Linked DNA regions of Mus musculus: region 1 is linked to region 2. The links are chromatin contacts, called in public Hi-C maps. All regions are on one chromosome and are shown on one strand. The core of a region is the stretch at or near the end of the contact, and the rest is flanking DNA. Distances in the headings are between cores, read along the strand shown. Region 1 has its middle 23 kb from the start of Gm26071. Region 2 has its middle 120 kb from the start of Mir680-3.

Evidence for each region. Hi-C and Micro-C count contacts between places; a contact is called where the count stands out from the background.
Region 1: a Hi-C map of liver shows a contact between it and region 2, with 1.7 times the contacts expected there. The contact joins two enhancer-like sites. A contact is called at or near these places in 5 of 484 Hi-C or Micro-C datasets (brown adipocytes, cortical neurons, cumulus cells and 2 more) and 3 of 115 datasets of contacts at active chromatin or transcription factors (bone marrow-derived dendritic cells, heart atrium and neural progenitor cells).

The regions. Positions count from the first base shown.
Region 1 is chr12:35,416,752-35,419,939 of GRCm38.p6, reverse strand. No RefSeq gene overlaps it. Among named protein-coding and RNA genes, the nearest start is that of Gm26071, 23 kb to the left of the region's middle. Within about 2 kb of position 1,734, at least 36 of the 459 cell types and tissues checked have an H3K27ac peak or open chromatin away from gene starts, as enhancers often do. A contact at or near this core is called in liver, where this site is marked.
Region 2 is chr12:35,312,246-35,315,297 of GRCm38.p6, reverse strand. No RefSeq gene overlaps it. Among named protein-coding and RNA genes, the nearest start is that of Mir680-3, 120 kb to the right of the region's middle. Within about 2 kb of position 1,542, at least 20 of the 459 cell types and tissues checked have an H3K27ac peak or open chromatin away from gene starts, as enhancers often do. A contact at or near this core is called in liver, where this site is marked.

The DNA.
Region 1 (3,188 bases), core at 485-2,984, 100 kb before region 2:
ATTCAGTATAGATAGTGGTAAGAATAACAACACCACTTCTGTTACACTGTCTATGAGCAAACAGAGCACTGGTGCAGGACAGTAGGAAGGACAATGTAGATGTTATAGCCACCAGAACTATAATATTCTTTTTGGACCGAATGGAGTGTATGTCTGGGGAGAGGATGGTGTAGTGGTTTGAATAAGAATGGCTCTCAGAGGATCATATATTTGCTTGTTTGATTCCCAGCTGATGGAACTGTTTAGTAAGGATTAGGGAGTGGAGGCTTGTTGGAGAAGATATGTTACTAGGGGAGGGCTTTGAGGTTACAAAAGCCTACATCATCTCAGTCCCTTCTCCTCCCTCTCTTCTTCTATTCATCCCCTATCTTTCAGAAACTCTCAGTTACTGTTTCAGAGCCTTATCTGCCTGTCTGACTGCTTGCCACCACACTGCTTCCTGCCATGTTAATCATGGCCTAACCCTCTGAAACTAAGCAGGTACCCAATTGTTGTGGAATGGCCTGATGCTAATTGTATTTTTATGCTAATTCCCCTCTCCTGGGAGGGGTTGCAGACAAGGAGTTAGTCACTACTCAAGTGACTTTTTGTGAACCAATCCCCTAATGAATAAAGGAGCCAATCACTGGATAAGTATGCGGGACTTCCAGAATGAATGGAAGAAGAGAGGAAGCAGGAAAGAGTTAGGCCCTTTTGGATGGGGATAGCGGGAGGACAAGATGTAATTACAAGTGTCTCCCAGTTTCAATGGTGGATCTGTCAGGTTTCGACACCAGGAGGATTTAGATTTAACAAGGCTTACAATATTAAGATTTTAGTTGTTGTGCCCAACAATTGAGTTACTGTTGTTTTTAAACTAAGTCTGTATTGCATTTTCCTTCATGTGGTTGCTTTCCTGGGTTCAAAAGAGAAAGGTATGGTGGCAAAACATGGGATTGCCTGAGGTTTTTGAAGCGGGGCTAGTGTGGTAACAACCTGCCAGTTGGTACCTAGTGAGCTGGGTGGAGAGATTGTGGAGCTCTGAGTCAGAGTTGCCATGAGATAAAAACAGGTCAGCCATTGCCGGCCAGTGCATGGCCAGCCAGGCTGCCACTAGGACAGAGTTGCTGGCACAAGTGTGAATGAGCAGGTTGGATTTTAATATTTCCTGCAACACCCAACTAAATGCTATCTTCTATAAGTTTTCTTGATCATGGTGTCTCTTCACATGAAAAGTAGCTAAGACTGATGTCAGTTGGGGGTTTACATACCCTTGCCTCTGCATTGTATAAGCAGAAGCTAGGCAGCAGAGCAGGATGATGCCTAGAAGCAGCCAGTTTCTCACAGTTGCCTCAGCATGCTACATTAGGTGTGGTAGCACTAGAAACCATATTCCTTTCAAGCTTCTGAGCAGCAGGTACCTGAGCAATGGCTCAGGAGAATACTGTGAGTGGCTGCCTTTGGTCTGACCCTGGATCATGTCTACTTGTAGTTCAGAGGACAAATGCTCTGGCCTCATCCAATCTCAAGGGTAGCAATTCTGTTCCCCTACATACTTCAATAGCCATTCCACATCCAGTGTGGTGAATCTAGTGGGTTTGGTTTACAATCACATTGATGGGTTTTTGAGAAACCTGTCCTCTGAGCCAGTGCCAACTTTGGAGTCCCAAAGATGAGAACAGGCAGATATTTCTAACTTCTGGGAGGAGCCCAAGGTCAAACAACAACTCAACTTCTCAGGAAAACTCTTGGTTCGTAGCCTGCACATAACTGGGAGATGATGTAAGATACTTTCCCAAATGCACTGAGTCGACTGAGGTTGCCTAATTTACTGAAAGTCTAAAACTATTGTGAAAGTTTCCAGTTTCCTCACTGGTGGTGTTTTCTGGAACTTTCTCTTTCACCCTGACCTTTGAGAAGGAAATTCACCGTCCCCTGGCTTTGGAACCGTGATGGCAGTCCTAGGGAATTTTTGTTTCTCTGTCTGTGGTGTTATCACTAATAGGCTAAGTTTTCTAAGTCTTGCAATAGTCTAGGCTCTGTCTTGTTTACTGTGTTCCCCTCTGGTCACTAACCTCAAAAACACAACCACATGTGTGTCTATTATTTTGGTTCTTTGGGGAAAGAAGAGGTGAGTGCTAGGTGTCTTATTTGTCCATCTTGAATCTTTATAAATAATTTCCTGAACATGTGATCCACTTCTCTTTTTAAAAAATAAATTTTAAAAGTTTAGATATATGTTTCTTTAATCCTATGTCTGGTGTACTTTTCCTTCTTTGTGTAAGTGTAACTAGGTAAATTGTAAATTTAAGTGCTTAGATGTAGTTATTTTTAGTTTTCTATTGTTTCCTAGCACTAATCATTGAAAGCAAATCTTCAGTCATTTGCTTTGTTTCTTTTTTTGAAATTTGGATAGTTTGTTTAATATTGAAACCTGAAATGCTCTTTATATAAATATTAAGGAATTAAAATATACTTAATATCTCACCAAACTCACAAATTCACCTTATGACTTCTGGCTCTTATTTCTGTGAATTCCTATTCTTTTGCTACCTGTGATGGTTCTTCTTATTTCTCAACTTAACACACTTTGACAATAAAGAGGACAACCACAGTTTGATTATATTGGGGAATAATGAACCTTCAACATGGAATGATATGGCATCATTGAAATCTATCCACAACATCAAAGGAAGCTCTTTGGGAAAGATGGGTGACTCTTGTGTTTCCCAGTGTATTCTAGGTGGTGCTGTGGTTTTGTGTTTGAGTTGTCCAGTATTCACAGATGCATGCTGTAGGGACTCAAGGACACTGAACCCCATGTTTCTGTCCCAGGAATAAATGTGTCATTGAAGGCCTGCCCACCTCTTGCCAGCTTTACATTTACTCCAGACAACACGTGCAACATTTTTCTTTTTACAAGGATTCTGTCTTTTTAAACTACTCTGGGGATACAGTCAATCACCCATCCTTCAGATCACTTAGAATTCTACCCAGATCCAGGACCGTGTGCCACTGACTAGCAATCTTCACAATACAAAGTCTTTGGTGTAAGAAAACATCTTCAGTATTGGTCTTGACATTCCTAGTTCAACACGTTCCCAGTTACTAACGCTTCTTAAATAAGTCATGTCGTCAGTTCAGTTCAAAGCCTGACAAAGGTTATAGATCTTGCTTAGTGTAAATGTGCAATGCCTCAAGCTGTGTTT
Region 2 (3,052 bases), core at 293-2,792:
TATTCCATTGTGTAGATGCACGACATTTTCTTTATCCACTCTTCACTTGAGGGGCATCTAGGCTGCTTCCAATTTCTGGCTATTACTAAATAACGCGGCTATGAACATCATTGAGCAAGTATCTTTGTAAGATGTTGGAGCATCTTTTGAGTATATACTAAGGAGTGGTATAGCTGGGTCTAGAGGTAGAACTACTCCCAGTTTCTGAGAAAACATCACATTGATTTCCAAAGCGGCTGAACACGTTTGTACTCCCACCAGCAATGGAGGAGTGTTCCCCTTTCCCTATGTCCTCTCCAGCATGTGCTATCTCTTAGCCTCTCTGATGGGTATAAGATGGAATCTCAGAGCTGTTTTGATTTGTATTTCCCTGATGACTAAGGACTTTGAACATGTCTTTAAGTGCTTGTTGGCCATTCAAGGTTTCTCTCTTGAGAATTCTCTGTTTAATTCTGTACCCCATTTTTAAAATTGTGTTACTTGGGTTGCTGGAAACAACCCCAGCTACTAATTTCAATTTTTATTCTTGTTATGGTGTTTGTTTTTTATTTTAAAACAAGGTCTTCTGTAGCCCAGGCTGACCTTGAACTCTTCAGTCGTCCTGTTTCCATCTCCCATGTGCACAGCCATTTACCATCACACAAGGATCACACCAGGCATCAAGACACTGAACTTAAAAATATAAATATTTAAAGATGTAAAATTTTTCCACATAAACTTTTTGCAAGACAAAGAATTTGAACTGAGCACTCACAATACAAATGACAACACTCCATCCTTTGTCTTTATGGCTGCTGAAAGCCGGTTTAGAAGTTATCTACCCAGTAAAAACTATTGTCTTACGATGAAAGCAAATCTCACACAAAACCCTCCCACAGTTCAAGTGGTTAAAACTACACAAGTCTTCATTAACAACAGGCAAAAAAGTACCCTGGAATGTAGGCTCCCTAAAATGCCTGCTCTGTCCTTTGAAAGCTCTTGCTTGCCACAGGAAAAACACACTGAGCAAGCTAGAACAGCCTTCCAGCGGCAGAGCCTAATATTTGAATAGCAAATGTTGGGCAATTTGAAATGTGTTCTTTCACATATTAACCAATGGCTGAGCTGGTCACAGTATTCTTTAATGATCAGCTCTTGGACACTGGTTGAGGGATAGAGAACTTAGGCCTTGATGTATTCTTCATGTGCACATAAATGGTACGAGTAACCTTTGTATGCAAATACTTTCCCCAGAAACCTTTTGATGCCCCCTATGCAGCACAGTTAAGCCTGTCTGTCAGCTGCAAAGTTAACATAGAAGCTTCTGATCACCTATGATAATTGGCTTATTGATTGCTCATCCAGGCACCATAAAGCGTTAGCCATCTATACAGACGTTCCCAATCAGATCTTACTGGCTTCCCTTGGGCCTTTACATGGTTGCTTAGCACTTGGCTACCAGTCAATTTAAACTAACTCAGTACTCTACACAAAGGTAATTTCAGACATCTTGACCCCAGATATGGTGTCTCCCTTCTGTACGTTCCACCTTCTATGCAGTCCCTATTGCTCGGAAATGGCTAAGTTCTGTTTACTTCTGGCAAGATCCACAGTGGTGGTTACGATCAGTTCAGACCTATCCACGTTAATTTTTGAGAGTCAGAGCAAATAGATTCTCCCAGCCAAAAAGGGTATCTACAGTGACAGTGATTTCCTTATAAAAATGTCTTTCTAGCAAAGATGATTCTGGGCTTACATATTTGGGTAAGATCCTAGTGTTTCACAATTGAAGCTTCTTTCAATAGCTTACCTCATGGCTCTCAAAGCCAAACAGTAAAGAGAAAAGGCTTTGGCGAGGGATTCTGCATTGTTTACCGTGCCACAGTTTTCTGGCAACCATGCCTGCCCATCCCCCCATCTGCCTCAGGCAGCTGTTCATCTGCCAGCTGCCAGCAGTGGGGAGAGGGACTTGTACTTCAAAGGTCTCAGTGCGGCTCATAAAAGATCAGGGGGATTGACCCACGCCAAGAGGAAGACGGTATATTTGGCAAGTGTGTTTGGATAGGATGAGATAATCCACAGAAATCGGGATTAACTGGGAGGAAGTCTGGATTTAATAGCACTACAGTAGGCTAAAAATAAACGGAAAAGAAAACCGACAAATCCCCAGTGGAAAACCCTTAGTGAGTTTAGTTCACCGTGGAGATAGAAAAGGATGCGGCAGGGTGGCAAACTGGATTCAAGAAAATGAAGGGATGAGAGAAACGCTATGAAATATGAAAAAGAGGTTCTGGTGCCCACTTGGGAGTCTGGGGAAGAGAACCCCAAGGGTTTGAAAGGACGCCAGAATTTTCAGGGAACTCCAAGGAGAAGCCTGGCACAAACGGATCACAAGTGCCTGCTCTTTCTTTAAGGAGAAAACAAAACTTAACCTAGGGTCAACGGGACACCCCAAGTTTACTAGAAATGCTGTGTGAGGACCCCTTTGCACCTGCAGACTGGGGTTTTCACACCTGTTTGTTTGTTTGTTTGTTTGTTTGTTTGTTTGTTTGTTTGTTTGTTTTTCGAGACAGGATTTCTCTGAATAGCCCTGGCTGTCCTGGAACTCACTTTGTAGACCAGGCTGGCCTCAAACTCAGAAATCTGCCTGCCTCTGCCTCGCGAGTGCTGGGATTAAAGGCATGCGCCACCATACCCGGCTGCTTTCGCACCTCGCACCTCTTAAACCCCAACGACTCCTTGATGGCTGTTGGGGGACAAAGCTGCTGTCAGATTGTATATAAAATATATACCTGTGTGTTCCCAAAACAATACTGGGTAACTTGCAAAGAATTAATAGGAACATTGCACTTTGAAAATAAAATTTAGAAGGAAGTGAAAGGACGATAGGAAAAAAAAAAAATCAACCAAGGTGGAGTTTTTAAATAAAACCAAAAGTGAAGCGCATGCGCATTAACCCTTGTAGAGAAGGACCTCAATCCTTTTAGTATGAAATTGCCTCGTCTGTTATTACATTTTTTTAAACATCTCCCCAAACTAAAATCTGAAAAACTCTGTCAAAATTGTTCACCAG